Linked DNA regions of Sus scrofa: region 1 is linked to region 2. A link is a contact called in public Hi-C data. All regions are on one chromosome and are shown on one strand. Each heading gives the region's core, a stretch centred on a gene start, on an enhancer-like site or on the middle of the called end of the contact. The rest is flanking DNA. Distances are from core to core; before and after follow the strand shown.

The links. Hi-C and Micro-C count contacts between places; a contact is called where the count stands out from the background.
Region 1: a contact with region 2 is called in a Hi-C map of skeletal muscle, with 6 times the contacts expected there. The contact joins the promoter of VDAC2 here to the enhancer-like site in region 2. A contact is called at or near these places in 6 of 47 Hi-C or Micro-C datasets (embryonic fibroblasts, fetal skeletal muscle, fibroblasts and 3 more) and 1 of 2 datasets of contacts at active chromatin or transcription factors (skeletal muscle).

The regions. Positions count from the first base shown.
Region 1 is chr14:77,766,249-77,768,948 of Sscrofa11.1, reverse strand. It overlaps VDAC2 (voltage dependent anion channel 2), which reads right to left and starts at 1,254. Exons shown (of 9, transcript NM_214369.1): 1 at 1,224-1,254; 2 at 154-222. The coding sequence starts at 1,254.
Region 2 is chr14:77,605,765-77,608,464 of Sscrofa11.1, reverse strand. All of the region lies in intron 3 of DUPD1 (dual specificity phosphatase DUPD1), which reads left to right. LOC110256662 (a long non-coding RNA gene) reads right to left here. Exons shown (of 4, transcript XR_002338519.1): 2 at 1,031-1,135. Among named protein-coding and RNA genes, the nearest start is that of DUPD1, 36 kb to the left of the region's middle. Within about 2 kb of position 1,419, at least 4 of the 83 cell types and tissues checked have an H3K27ac peak or open chromatin away from gene starts, as enhancers often do. A contact at or near this core is called in skeletal muscle, where this site is marked.

The DNA of each region.
Region 1 (2,700 bases), core at 5-2,504, 160 kb before region 2:
GTTTTACAGTACTATTTTAATAGAAATCTTATCTTAAATATAACTAATAAGAGAATGCAGCAAAATACTTACAATTTAAAGTCAATAATTTCCCTAAGCAATCCAAACACACATTTTCCACTTCAGATCTAAAATTTTTAAAGCAATTCTTACCAAATCCTTTGTTGAAAATATCTCTGGCAGCTTTGCCAAGGTCAGCATATGATGGCGGAATACACATTGCTGGTGGGAAGAAACATTCCAATGTTAATGTCCCTGTGCTCCCACAGTCTGTTCAAGAACTAGATTATGAACAGACTGCTATCTTTAAATCCAAGCAATCCAACTTGTTTTTATTACCACGAGGAGCTACAACAAAACTATAGTCTACTAGGATCCATGAGGGAGACATCAGCACCAAAGACTAATTTCTAAAACAGATAACTATAGTAAGTGGCCAAAAAACTTGGGAAATTCCTTCCAAAATATACAAAGAATCAAACACATACACACATATATAACTATACATTCAAATATACCTGCCAAAAGTCACTGGAATAGGCTGATTTAACCAAATGAGATTAAAAAAACTAAGACAAGTCCCTCACCCCCTCCCCCAATACATCCTTTAGTATCCTCTCTGAGGCCAAAACCAATATTCTGGAATGGGAAGAGAAAGGTAAATAATACCTGGGGAACTTAACGGAACTTAAAAAAAAGCCATCTATGTTTCACTCAAGTGTCTACATCAACTAAATATCAGATGGCACTTTAGACATATCCTCGGCCAATGCTGTGCGGCTTAAGGGCAAGCAATCTGAGCTCGTTACACTAGCTCATTCATTCTACACAGCACGTCCACGCCCTTAGGAGCACATGTAATGACCTTGTGCACTCACAAGGGAGATTACTACTTCCTCTAAAAAAGTGACCGATCCAAGCCTCCAAAAACCAAATCCGGTATCAGTAACTTTTTCCTCTGAGTCCATTAAAGACACATCCAAAAGCTGAAGGTGAATGCGACCATGAACCAACTCCCCTGGCCTAGTCCCCCTATTCGAAATCCAGCAACTCAGTCCCTCCTCCGCAGAACTAGAGGAGTCAGACGATGGAGAAACTACCAAAAGGGACAAATTTCCAAGTCCTCGGAGAGATACGGGAAAAGAAGCCCTAGTTTTCCGTTCGACAGGCTTCGACTGTCCAGGCACCGCCGCCCCGTCCCGCAGAGATCCCCCTCTACTTACGCCGTGGGCAGGTCTGTCCATAGGACGCCATGGCGAAGCCGTCGGATGAGGTGATCTGAAGGAGGGACATAAAGTGTGGTCAGCAGGGGTCAGAAGCAAACCAAGGGGCCAGAAAGGGGGTCTGGGACAGAGGGGAGAGGGGCCGCGGGGCAGCGCGGCCATCTTAGGGAGCCAGGGCCGACCCAGAGTCCGGCTCAGACATCCTGCTTGGCCGCCCAGGCCTACGCCCCCGGGTCAGAGTGAGGCGGGGGCAGCGGTACCTGGTGGTCTCCTGGGGGGAGGGGGAGGCGCCCCTGCCGTTCGCTCGCAGCAGAAACCGTTCGGCTCCTTCAGGGTCGGGCTGCAGCTCCCTCGGCTGGAGGGCGAAGTGAAGGAGACACCGTTCCGCCTGCCGCAACCCTGTCCTCCCCCCACCGGCCAGGACCCTGCCGCTGCCCCTGGGGCTGCCCGCCGCGCCTGTCCCCGCAGCGCCGCCTGCTGCCCACTCCAACCTGCTCTAAAACAGCCACGTGCTCCAAGAGCACCCCCGCCCCCGGGATAGGGCGCCTCGGTCCCTCGGCGGGGGCCAGAAAGACAGACGTTGCCGGACCTCAGGTCAGGCAGCGAAGAGGACAGCCCCAGAGACGAGGGGGCGGGGAACGACGGATGCTGCCGGAGGGGACCGCGAGGGCGGGGGGATGGGGTGGAGGCCCCGCGCGCGCTCAATATGGGCGGGGCGGGGCGTCGGGCGCGTGCCTGAGCGGGACTGCGCGCGACTGGGCGCGACCGCGCTCCCCGAGGTCACGTACATCTCTCCAACTCCCCTTCTTGGCTGTGACTTACATGCCCTGCAGAGCCAATCCCCGGTAGAGGAAGGAGTCTGCTGAGCGATACCACTTCTGCCCTGAGCAAGTGCTTGCGTCTCTGGAAGACCGTGTGTCTCTCCTGGCTCAGAGAGAAATGAGTGGGGCGCTGGGGCGTACCTCCAGCCCCTCGCCCACTCCCTTCTTTCGCCCGCTTCCCATCATGGTGTAATCGCCATGCTAGGCGGGGCTCGGCCTGAGAGGCTCTCTTGGGCTGCCCCGCCCTGAACAAACTTGAGCACGTCTCGGGGTGCCCCGCCTTTCCCTACTCCACCCTACCCCCGCTCAAGCCTTAGGGTTCCTTTTCTGCCTCCTTCGTCTGGATTGGGGTGGGACTGCTTTACACACACAGAGAAACTGGAGCGGTCTTGGTGAGTCAAGCCTGCTAGAAAATTTAGGAATCATGCTGACCAAGCATTAGAACGCTGCACTCCAGTTCTCTGGGTGTGCAGGAAGTGAAGAAGCCAAGGGGACAAGAAAAAAATGAGCGGTCTAATGAGATAGAAATAGGGTCAATTTAAGGTCGGTAATCAATAGCCAGTCTCAGCAATTTATCCCTTCTCTACCCCAGTTTTGTCTTGTTTTGTTTCACTCTATAAAATAAATGAGATGAAGTGGTTTTAACAGCCATTCAG
Region 2 (2,700 bases), core at 170-2,669:
TCCTAGAGAGCCTCTGGCTTCCTCTGCTGTGGGCCATGCTGGGAACAGGCTAAAGGCAGCCCATGCAGTTTCTCACCATTCAATGCCCAAAGGGTGGTCCTTAGCAGAGCCACAGAGCAAAGAGGGAGCAGTGCCTTGAGAGTCTGGGGACAAACCCTCTGCCCCAGGGAGGCCCAGCAAGCCATGTAGCCCACGGCACTAGCGCTGCTGTCTTAAAAGCAAAATTCAGCCAGAAGGAGCGAAGCCTCCCACCTCCTTTCCCTTTTCCCTGCCCACCACCTACCCCCCCACTTAACAGACTACAGGCTCCCCGAAGACTTAATGAACTACAGCTTGCGTCTGTTTTAAGTTTTTGGTCATGACAGAAAGAATTACCCTTTTTGCCAGGGGAGGAAGAAATGCTTTAGTTATCAGAAGAGCTGGCAAGGGGCCAGGCAGCCTCTGGAACGGTGTGTGGGGATCAGAATGCCAGAGGTAAACATTCCACTCCAGGAGGTAGCCATGCCCAGGAGAGCTGGGCCAGCACCCCCCGAGCCCCACCCAGCACCCAGGAAGCTGGCCCTGCTCCTCACCCTCTGGCCTTTCTGGCCAAGCTGCCCAAGGAGAAGGTAGGGGTGGGAGTTCCCTTCATGGCTCAGTGGTTAACAAACTCAACTAGGATCCATGAGGATGTGGATTCAATCCCTGGCCTCGCTCAGTGGGTTAAGGATCCGGCGTTGCTGTGAGCTGTGGTGTAGGTTGCAGATGTGGCTCAGATCCTGCATTGCTGTGGCTGTGGCCAGTAGCTGTAGCTCCAATTCGAACCCTAGCCTGGGAACTTCCATATGCTGTGGGTACGGCACTAAAAAGAAAAAAAAAAAAAAAAAAGGTGGGGTGGCCACACTCTTGTATCTCAGCAATGGGGACTGGATGCCAGCCTGGTTAGCTTGTGGAGATTCATGAAGACAAATCGTGATACTTAATAGCTCTCTATGCGGCACCTTCTGTGTCAGCTCTATGTGTGTGGACAGGCCATCCGTGGGGTCCTCACCTTGGGGGAGGGTGGGCGGCCAGAATCCCGGTGCCTGGTGTTCGACCCTCTTGGATTTCTCCTGTTGCTGTGGCTGTTAACCGTCACCCGGTTCTGGGCTTGGTCCTGTGAGGAAGGGGTGGGAGGGAGAGGGAGACAAGGTCACCACATGCACTCAGAAGTGTTTACCAAATTGCTCCACCAACCCAGCGACCTTCATGAGTGTCTCCTTTCTAATCCTTCCAGGCCTTGGGCCTGAGATTCAGGAACAGGGACAGTACTGGGGTCACACAGCTGAGGCTGCTCCAGCCAGCTTGTCCCCAGCAAAGGGACCCCACTGCCACAGGAGAGGAAACCACTGGGATAGCAGCAGTGGTAGTGCTGGGGACAGCCAGAGAAGCAGATCTCCTTACTTAGCCTGTTCCCAGAGCACAATGGCATGTTGCCAGCACACAATAGGGCCTCTGTAACCAGCTGCTTTGAACTATTTCCAGCAATGGTACCAACTTTCCGGGTGACCTCTGGCAAATCATTTCACTTCTCTGAGCCTGTTTCTTCATCTGTAATCAGGAGTGAGCATACTGAAACCTTGAAGAGTATATTAAGGGTGACGTTATCTATGTGAGTTCTAGAGCGCCATCTAATGGACACCCGAGGGATGGAACGCTGCTTCTCATGGTGGCTTCTCATTTGGTCCAGCTGTTGCCATGATAGTGGCCAAAGGGAGCTTTTTCTTGTGGAGATTCTTTTAGATCTCCAGTTCTCACACTTTATGGTCTCAGATCGCTTTTACACTCCTATAACCTATTGAAAGCTTCAAAGAGCTTTTATTTATGTAGGTCTGCTCTGTCAATATTTACTCTATCAGAAATAACTCAAAAAATTGAAAATATGGATTCATTTAAAAATAATAAAGTAAACCCACTGCATACTAACATACAGGTTTTTATGAAAAATTATATTTTCCAAAATAAAGCTACAGAGCGGCATGGCATTATTTTACATCTTTGCAAATCTCTTTGATGTTAGGCTTATGAGAATCCAGGTGGATTCTTACATCTGCATTCAACCTGTTGTGATCTGTTGTTTTGGTGGACGTATATGAAGAAAATCCAGTCTTACTCAGATATGTAGCTGGAGAAGGGAGGGATATTTTAATAGTCTTTTTAGATGATTGTAGCTCTTCTTCTTTGATACCACACCAAAGCTTAACAACTTTTGTTATGTGAAATCTGAAAACATATCAGTAAACTTTATACTCTGTTACATAAAAATCCATCGGTCTGCCTTGCACTTTGAATGGATTTTTTTACCCATATATGATTTTGTAATATCTCACACTGTCATGTGGAAAGCATTGGTTCACTAAGTTATACAGATCTTCCCAAAGTTGACGTGCTGCATTGTACATTATCAAAAAATATATTTGTTAATACCACCGCTGCTCTTAACAGGAAAATCTGAAAAGTACTGCGAAATTATCAATTTCAGTGGTAGATACAACTTTTCCAAAATTCTTTTTTTTTTTTTTTTTTGTTTTTGTTTTTGGCTATTTAGGGCCATACCCATGGCATATGGAGGTTCCCAGGCTGGGGGTCAAATTTGAGCTGTAGCTGCTGGCCTACACCACAGCTACAGCAAGGACAGATCTGAGCTGCATCTATGATCTACACCACAGCTTGTGGCAACAC